2 separate regions of the Gossypium hirsutum genome follow, and region 1 is linked to region 2. A link is a contact called in public Hi-C data. All regions are on one chromosome and are shown on one strand. The core of a region is the stretch at or near the end of the contact, and the rest is flanking DNA. Distances in the headings are between cores, read along the strand shown. Region 1 holds the start of LOC107952874 (squamosa promoter-binding-like protein 8). Region 2 holds the start of LOC107952163 (probable plastid-lipid-associated protein 11, chloroplastic).

Region 1 (4,644 bases), core at 140-2,639, 520 kb before region 2:
TTTATTTAGAATAATTTTTTTTAATATTAATAATCCTAATCTCTTTCCATTTTTTTTAAAAATTAAATCTGAAAATAAATAGTATCCAAAAATTTTCACCTTGAAACTTTAATTGCATGGTAAAAAGAAAAAAAAAGGAAAGATTATGTGGTGGTGTTTTTATTTTAATAGCTAAAATGATTTTGATTCTCATTTTAAAAGTTATTGTGACCCTCAACTTCCCTTACTTTTCCCTAGCTTAATTTACAAAGTCTATCCAATTAAAGAAAGAATGATACTTTCCCTTACTTTACTTTCCCCTCGTCACCTCCAATTCAAACATAGGCTAAAAGAATAAAAACAATTGAAATTTTTTTTTACATGAAATGATAAATAGTTCATTATCTACTTGTTATTTTCAACACTTTTTGATTAAAAAAAATTTATCATTTATTTTTTTATTGTGTATTATTAAACATGCTTAAAAAACTAAATAATTAAAAATATTAATTTTTTGTTGATTTAATTTTTTTAACGTGTTATCGAACAAGACCCTTCATTATAATTTCACAATGGCTTAAATCATAAAATGGTACCTAATCTATACTTCATTACCTAAATTAGTACTTAAGTTATACTCCGCTATCTAAATTACCCAAACCATTAAAAAAAATCTCTTAGTCAATCATTTTATGACACTTGGCAATTTTTAACTTAAAAAATCCAAAAAAATTAAATATTATTTCCTTAACTTAAAAAAAAAAACACTCATACACATATTCTATTCTTTTGTTCTTTCACCAAAGAACTTCCCCACAATTCTTTCTTTGCTTTTAATGCATTTGTTAACTGATAGTTTTTTTTATTTTTTTGCTATCTTCTTACCATTTTTCCCACTCAACTTCTTCTCTATATTTGAATTTCATGTTTTATCTGGGTTTTTTCATTATAAAACTTTACTTAACATTAACTATTTTATATGCAAAATATAAAGAAAAGAACAAATAAATTTACTTTTAAGAAAAATAATAGATAGATTTTGCATTGGGGGTAAGAAAGGACTCAAAATTGAGATTTAAAATAGAAAAGAAGCCTGTCAGAATTTGGGTTGTCAACAAAAATTAGAAACTGGGCAAGAAAATTGAATTTGGATTAATTTTTCGACGAGTTTTTTAAATTTCGTCATCAGGTTTCCTAGGTAAAGAAAAAAGAAAAAAATATGTTTATAATTTTTTAAAAAGTTTTTTTACGTTAAAAATTATCACATATCACAAATTAATTGATTAAGAAATATTTTTTAAGATAAAATACTTTAATAATGGGACATAGTTTAGGTACCGTTTTGAGTAATGGTTGTGATGCAAACTTACAAAAATAGATATAGTTAGCTACCAATTTATTTATGATAAAAAAATGAAACAGTGGTTTTCATTTCCCAATCACAGTCCATGAATATCCTAATGTTTGGTTTGGCATGAACTGAAATTGCTTTGGTATGCAAAACACACCATTTCACCTCTTTTCTTTATTGCCAACCAATTAAAACAAACATATAGTGATTTAATTGGTAATGTTAATTCCCAGCAATAGAGGAGGAAGGTGAAGTGGGACCATGGCACCGCGTGGCGTAAGCCTCACAACCCAACCATTTTAAATAATTGCAACTGGGGCGAGATATTGGCCCAAACATCGTGGGAAGGGAACCCAACCTTCCTCTCTCCGTTTTTCTTACTGTGGTTTTGGCCCCCACTCATACGTAAACATCATGTGGGTGTTACTGTAATTTCTTCTCCCACTCTCTCACCTACATTGTGTGAAGTTGGAGTTGGCTTTCACAACGACAGAGACTAGAGAGAGAAAGATGGGGGGTGTTTTGTATTTTAAGGCGTCAAAAATGTGCGACCTTGCCTTTAATCAACAAATATTCCAGAGGGTCCTTAAATGAAGCTTGCTCCCGTAAGTGTAGGGAATTTTACGAGCTGAACCAACTCCCTCTCTGGGAATCCCAAATCCCCCACTGCTTCTTCTATGTGTTTAAGCTTGTAAGGTCAGCTTCTTTTTTCTTTATCATATTTTAATTGCTTTGTTTTTTCTGTGGAGCTAAAGAAACCACCTTCAACACCGACATGTCCTCTCGCCTCAACTGTTCATTCTCTAATGCCCCTTTCTTAAAAGATAGCCATTAAAACTTCAACACTACTTACTTATCCTGCCCCCCCTCCCCCCCTCGATTTATTTCTTGTAAACGCTGACACTTTTACCATCCCTTTCCTTCTCTGTCTCTCTCTCTCTATCCCTTTAATACTTTGTTGTTGTTGTTGTTGACAGATCATCAATGGTAAGCAATCATACCGACAACAAAAACGACACCGTAGCCTCGCCGGAAACAAGGGGAAAAAGGGTTTTTCTTTGAAATTTTGCTGCTCCCACACCATGTTGGAATACGAATGGGGAAACCCCTCTTCAATCATGTTATCGGGTGAAGAGACCGCCCAAGAACCCGACCCCAATCGTCAGCTTTTCCATCACTATGCCACCACCACCACCACCACCCACCACCAACCTTACAACGAAACCCTCCTTTCTCATCACAACCCCACTGTTTTTTCTCACCAAAACCTCTTCCATAACCCTAACCAAGCCCAACCCCCCCAACACCCTGCTACTCTTCATTCCTTGTACGACCCGCACTCCTACTCTGCCACCTCCGCTTACTCCACTGCCCACGCTTCCTTGCTCTCACTGGACCCAGTTTCTGCCGTCGGAGGGAGTGGAGGCGGTTACTTTCTTGTTCCCAAGACGGAGGAAGTTTCTAGACCTGTTGACTTTACTGCCAGGATTGGTCTCAACTTAGGTGGGCGTACGTATTTTTCCTCCGCCGAGGATGACTTTGTGAACCGGCTTTATCGCAGGTCTAGACCCGGAGATCTCAGCTCAACCAATTCCCCCAGGTGCCAAGCCGAGGGTTGCAATGCCGATCTTACCCACGCTAAGCACTACCATCGCCGCCATAAAGTCTGCGAGTTCCATTCCAAAGCTTCCACCGTCATCGCCGCTGGGTTGACTCAACGATTCTGCCAGCAGTGCAGCAGGTTGAAGAGTTTTAAACTTAAATTAAAAACAAAAAAAAAAGAAGAAGAAAGAAAACATTTCCCATTTTGCAGTAAGAAATCGTATTAGAGTGTTGGTAAGTAAGCAAGGTCTCTGAAAGAGACGAGTGAGGATAGTGATGTGTTGGAAATGACGGACGTGCCCCTGTAGCTGTCTGTGATGGCAATGATTGCCCACTCGTTAAGTGGGGGGGGGGTGATCCCGAGGGCATTTGTGTCCGTGAAAGCTCCCTGTTCCTTCCGTTTTACGTACTTATAGTAGGGTGTTAGTATTAACTGAAACATACATTTAATTAGCAGTCAATTACCGAAACACCCTCCACATGCATTCATATTGTCACTCTCTCCGCAATACGTTATATTGCATTGTGTTATTGTGAATATGGATGGGGCTTATCTAAAGAGTAGCATTGTTGTGGACTGCTATTGCTTATACGTAAAAACATTTGGGCAGATTCCATCTTCTGTCAGAATTCGACAATGGGAAGCGTAGCTGTCGAAAGAGACTGGCCGACCACAATCGTCGCAGGCGAAAATCTCAACAGCAGCAACCCAATGCCACTCAAGAACACCAGAAGCACCTCCCGCTTGAAAGTGGTGGCAATCCCTCCTGTGATAATCCCCCAAGTAAGGCTTTTTCACAATGAAAATAAAAATAATAAAAAGCTTCTCTTTGTCATATTGACCTGGAAAATAGTAGCCCATTGATTAGTTCTTAGCTTCAAAATTGATTTTTTGTTTGTTTGTTATGGGTGATTAATACAGGGTCACCGCCGGATTCTGGGGTCCAGTCATCTTCTTCAGTAACGGTGGCAGCTTCGCCGGCCCGAATTTCATTGGATTGTTTCAGGCAAAGACCTCACAATGCAACGGTCTCTTCATCATCATCAGGCACACTTTTTTTCTCAAGTGGGTAACAGTTAACAATGGAGAAGCTAGCCAAGGAATTAGCAAGCTGAAAACGTCCCGTCTCTGCTATATTCTTATCTCTGAATTTTCAATATTGTTTAATATTCAGATGGTGTTGGCTTATACTAACATCAAGAAATTTGGACTAATTAATAGAACATCTAATATATATATATATTTGTTATTATTGTTATTTAGCTGCAAATATATTTGGCAGGTTTATTTTTACATTTGGGGAATGGTATTATTATCCTTTTGTCTGGTAATGGGATTTTCCCGGAAAATATACATGCCAAGAAAAAAGAAGAAAACTAACCCAAATGGTACGAAATTTCTAGGAAAATTCAAAGTTGCGGACTAGGGTCTAAGGGTGAGGTGGATATGAAACGATCAAGTTGTCTCCTCCATGGAGGCCGGCCGTACCAAAGCAGAGTTCTCATTTAAGAAAGAAAGAAAAATAAATAAATATCTGAATATCGTCATCATCATTGCCAGTGGGTTGATGTGTGGCTGAAGACTTAAGTTAAAATGAGGGGACCCATTGGGTGGACAAAGTATCGCCTTACTAGATCTCAACCTAGCAAATTTAACATTTGATTTGATGCATCCCAAACCCCATAAAAATATGAATTACCATAGCTAAGCT
Region 2 (4,827 bases), core at 1,867-4,366:
TGCTTCTTTTCTTACCTGGAGAGATGCAGGGGTGCTCGTGTGGCATGTTTCTTAATCCTTCAGTCCGGGCTGGACTATGGTTGAGCCATTTTCTATAACATTTTTCCTTCCATCACTCTGCAAATCCCCAATAATAATATATTCAAGCAAATATTTTCCATCTCTCGTCTAACTGACCATTTTCAATTACCGTTTGGCATTTGATAGACAAGTCCTTAAAATGAGAATGAAGGTGACCCCAACAGCCAACACGTATGCTTGAGCACTTTTTAAGTTTTAGCAGTAGAGAACCAAAAATCTAGCCTAAGTCAAACTTAATTCAAGTTAAATAGGACACGTATAAGCCTATAAACACTATAATTCCTGTAGCAAAAAAGGAAACTAGAGAACTTCATGCCTACATTGTGAAATATACATCAACAAACCAGCCGCTGTTCTCATGTATCTTCTGCATGGCTTTGAGTTACAAAAACACTTTAACAAATATCAGACACACAGACATATAATCCACCATTTACTGATTATATATTTACTCTTGAAAGAAGATATCTTCTTTTGAGGATCATTTCAATGAAGGCAAGTAACATCAGAAACCTGGCAAAAAGTACACAACTAGGATCTTGACTTTTTAGAAACTGAATATCTCATTGCATAAAATTATCTGAAGTTGAACTCCAACTAGAAGTAAGAAAGAAAATTATTAATAATTAAATGCGGAAGATTAAAAATGTTATTGCTTCTCTAATTCCTGAAATGACACTATATAATGGAAGGAGAAAAAGCCCATGAAATCAGTAAAGAAGCAGTCTCAGATAATTCACTCATCAATTAATACATGTCCATACTTGAAACAGAAAGAGCAAAATATTTCCATGAGGATGGTCTAAGAAAATAAATAAGCAATCGAAGTGAAAGTTACATAAATTTGAGAGTAAAGTAGAATATTGTGTACAGCAAGTGTGAAAACATGTCTAATAAAAGGAAAAGAAAGATGAGTTGAGTTGATAGCTGAATGGATATGAAATTGTTGCACCTGGTGAATCAATTGAATTTAAAATCCCATAGGCATGAAGCAAAAATATAACAAAGAAAAAAAAAAAAGGATTCTCATGCATCAACATGTAGTAATCAGCTCTTATAAGGCTGTGATATGTTTTTGTTCTAGTACTTGGGAAAATATTCACATAAATGGTATATATTGCTAAACATACATTGTTTGTCACCATCAGAACAGGGAAGAAGCCCTGAATTTTTCAGATAAATATTTGAAAGCATGGCCATCCATTCAATATTCACCTGAAAAAAAATAAAGAGAAAAATGGAGGAAAATCCTTTATTCGTGACTTCATATGGCATTTGCTCGAATATTTTATATGTACATACTGACTTAACACAGAACGAAAAGTGAAATAACATTTTTTTAGTTACTACTTCTTACCCAGTTATTTATAGCTCATAATGGCCTCTAACAAACCTCAAATCAAGTCAAACAGAAGGAAGAAATAACTAAGTTTCAATTAGATAAAGGGTTAGAAAGCTCACATTTGATTACAAAGAGAGGCAAGGTTCATCCACTTTATTCTTTCCAGTTGTATGGTGCACGCTCGACAACTAAATAATCATCCCTGATATCCTTCACAACTCGTATCTCATCATCAAGGTAAACAGTTTCAAACCTATACAGAATCTTACAATCAGAAAAACACTTCTCGGCTTTCTCAAAAAGAACAGGAAACCGTATCCATAAGAAATTGCCATCAAACACAAGGAAATATTTACTATCAGTATTAAACATGTTTTTATAGAATTGCAACTTAAGAAAAGGCATCAAGGAGGAGTGGACCTTATTGTCAAATGCTAAGCTTGGAACCCAGAGTTCCTAATGTAAATCAAGACCTAAAATTATGTATTACTGCAAAATAAATGAGAATTATTACAGTCAATAATATATATAAAAAAGATACAAGTGCTCACCAACCCTGCCCAAATGGAGGCAACGGGAACTCCCAGTTTTTTCCCCTGAGAACCGCACTCGTAAACCTAGAAATTCAAAATACAATTTTATTCAGTCGTTAAGCGAGAGGAAAAGAAGGAAAAGTAGGTTTTGCTGAAGAAGAAGTAATTACTTGAAATTCACTCTCTGAGACGACGCAATTTCAATGCTGGACCGAACGAAGAAAACTCCGTCGGGTGGAAAGGTAATAACGTTATTGAGGGTCTTGTTGTCGACATCTATGACCTGCAAAACGTCGCCGGCTTGAGTACCGAAGAGGTAAGCTTTCTCTATAATGAAGAGCTGCTCTTTCTCCGTAGTCCATAGAAGCCGCCACGTGGCGGATAGGGAGTCGCCTGTGGTGACAGTATTGCGGCCCAGAACGGCCATGGCATCAATGGCTTTGATTATTGAATCGCGTTTGTTAGTGTCGTTTTGGGTTTTGAGACCCCGCTCCTGGTCGGAGATGAGATTGAGGAGGTGTTGTTTGGCTGATTGGGTGGTGAGGGAGGAGCATGTGATTTTAGGTCTAGGATAGTGAGGAGGCCGTGGTTTTTGTTTGGTGGTAGTGGAGACAGTAAGAGGAGACGATAGAGTGAGAGCCGCGAGTGACATGGTGCTTGGGTTTCTCTATTTCTTCGCGCCAGCACCAACTGATTAAAAAAAAAAAATTGAAATCTGTGGTTCAAACACAGTGGGACTTTGGGGGATAAAACTGTAATCAATGGCGTCCAATATCCCAATTTCAATTTTCTGGGCCAACCCAAAATAGCTGTTTATGATTGGTAGGGATCGACACCAGTAGCCAAGGAATACTATACGTGGATTGAAGGGACTGTTTCCGATTTCTTGCTTGCTTGTCTCCTGCCTGACATTGTTCTAGGATGGCATGGCGGCTTCATGCTAACAATGGCTTCATAGCTCTGTGTCCTTGCCTGCTTTCACCTTTCAAATTTTAATAACGAACATTATAAAATGATTGATCCCAATTTCTAAAGCATGTGAGCTTAGAACTTATCTGTCTGTTTTAACATTTTACAAAGAGAAGCTCATACTTGAGCCGATGGTGAAATTTTGCTAATTAAAAGATTTGCCGCGAAACTTGCTGAATACACAATGTTGTGTTTTTCCTTCTTCTCTTTAATCAAGTATTCCTGCTGATTTAAGATTTAATATTCATCTTAATTATCAATTTTACAGTTACAAAAATAGACTACAAGTATACCAAATACTTAACTTATTTTTAAATAATAATAATAATATAACCATATGAAAATCAACACACTTAATTCAAATTTATTTTTGAAAAAGATAAAATTGAAAGAACTATAATATATCACTTGCTACCCTTTGTGATTTATAATTTATTTTTCTCACAACCCAGACATAGGTTTAATGAATTATTCGTGCTGGATTACTACAATTCTATTTCCATAGATTGGACCAAACTATGAGGCCTTGAAACCAAACCTTGAGACCTTCTAAGTTCAGAAACCAGGGCCTTAAAAATGGAATACTAAAATTCATGTAGGAAGTTCGTTTATTTTATACATGTTCCCCGACGTGTAAACATCAGGCTCCAATTAAAATTTGAATATAATGATAGAACCTCCACCCAAAATGTATCCACTCAAAACATCGTGTTAGTGATGAAAACAGTGACATGTGAACTTAACAAAATAGCAGGGACAAGAGATGCCTCAAACTGCAATTCCATGATTACTAATTTTTGAAACCTCCTTTGTCAAAACATTCCGTTCTCGCTTTGCCTGAGACGCAAGGCTGGAAACCTGCAAATCAATTATTCCATATAAGCAATGCTTCCAAGGAAAACAGCAGCAGTCATCCAGGTTTATGGTCTATGCATTTCATTATATGACAATCAATATACTTATATATATTCAAAAAACAAGTCCATTCATAATATTCGAAGAACATACCTGCGATCGAAACCGAGATGCCTCTCTGCTTGGAAGTTCTCCAAGGGTATCTTTTAGTCCTGATGCGACATAATATAAGGAAGTTTTCTCAGCCTTACAAATGCTGAAAATAATTCAATGAACCTAATTGAGAGAGAGTACTTGAATACCTGCTGCTTGTCTTTCAATCTTATAAGCTGACTGAATTACACTTCGGATCTGCTTGCCTGCTTGCCTGAAACAAAATTGAATATGTCCAATGGCAATAATTAGCCTCAAGAGGCAGAAGTTAACATTACACTGTACTTCATTTGAAATTACAAACCTGAGTTTTGTCCGGCCACGGATCAGCTCGTCTTCGGCTACTGATGCACTTCGCTGGAAGCATAAATTTATGAAATATATTTCATAGATGCTTGATTAAAGGGCTTAAGTTGATCTAGGGAAATGATCCACTATAATTTGTGCAATACACATTTTCTAATGATATTCTAATGTACATTAAAGTTTCATCAAATAGGAACTAGAAGTCAATGTAATTCCAGGATGTATATTAAGAACAAGAAACTTTTGAAGTGGATATATACATCACCGCATGAACAGTTTGTTGGATAAAAGCTGTTTGAAAAGTCATTTCAGCAATTTAGATACTTTTCAATTCCCGGGGATTACCAATTCCCATTGAACACACAACCCAAAGCACTCTAATTAAAACAGCTCAAGTATACCTTAGGAAACAGTGAATTCTCTATTGTCATCAACATTTCATTCTTACCTTTAGATTATTATTAAAAAAAGAAAGAAAAGCTATAACTTATGTGTTTAACACAGAAGAATTCTAGAATCAGCCGAAACCAAGAGTATAAGTTCTCCACCACTGATGAACTTTCATGCATAAACTATGCACTTTTTAGG

Evidence for each region. A called contact is a pair of places that touch in the nucleus more often than the background predicts.
Region 1: a contact with region 2 is called in a Hi-C map of leaf, with 2.0 times the contacts expected there. The contact joins the promoter of LOC107952874 here to the promoter of LOC107952163 in region 2. A contact is called at or near these places in 3 of 34 Hi-C or Micro-C datasets (callus and leaf).

The regions. Positions count from the first base shown.
Region 1 is chrA07:37,363,092-37,367,735 of Gossypium_hirsutum_v2.1, reverse strand. LOC107952874 (squamosa promoter-binding-like protein 8) reads left to right here and starts at 1,389. Exons shown (of 4, transcript XM_041118154.1): 1 at 1,389-2,021; 2 at 2,308-3,071; 3 at 3,544-3,716; 4 at 3,855-4,226. The coding sequence starts at 2,413. The coding sequence ends at 4,006.
Region 2 is chrA07:36,843,178-36,848,004 of Gossypium_hirsutum_v2.1, reverse strand. LOC107952163 (probable plastid-lipid-associated protein 11, chloroplastic) reads right to left here and starts at 3,116. Exons shown (of 5, transcript XR_005930053.1): 1 at 2,127-3,116; 2 at 1,975-2,040; 3 at 1,543-1,676; 4 at 16-117. It overlaps LOC107952162, which reads right to left. Exons shown (of 9, transcript XM_016887443.2): 6 at 4,238-4,290; 7 at 4,083-4,147; 8 at 3,934-3,992; 9 at 3,520-3,783. The coding sequence ends at 3,694.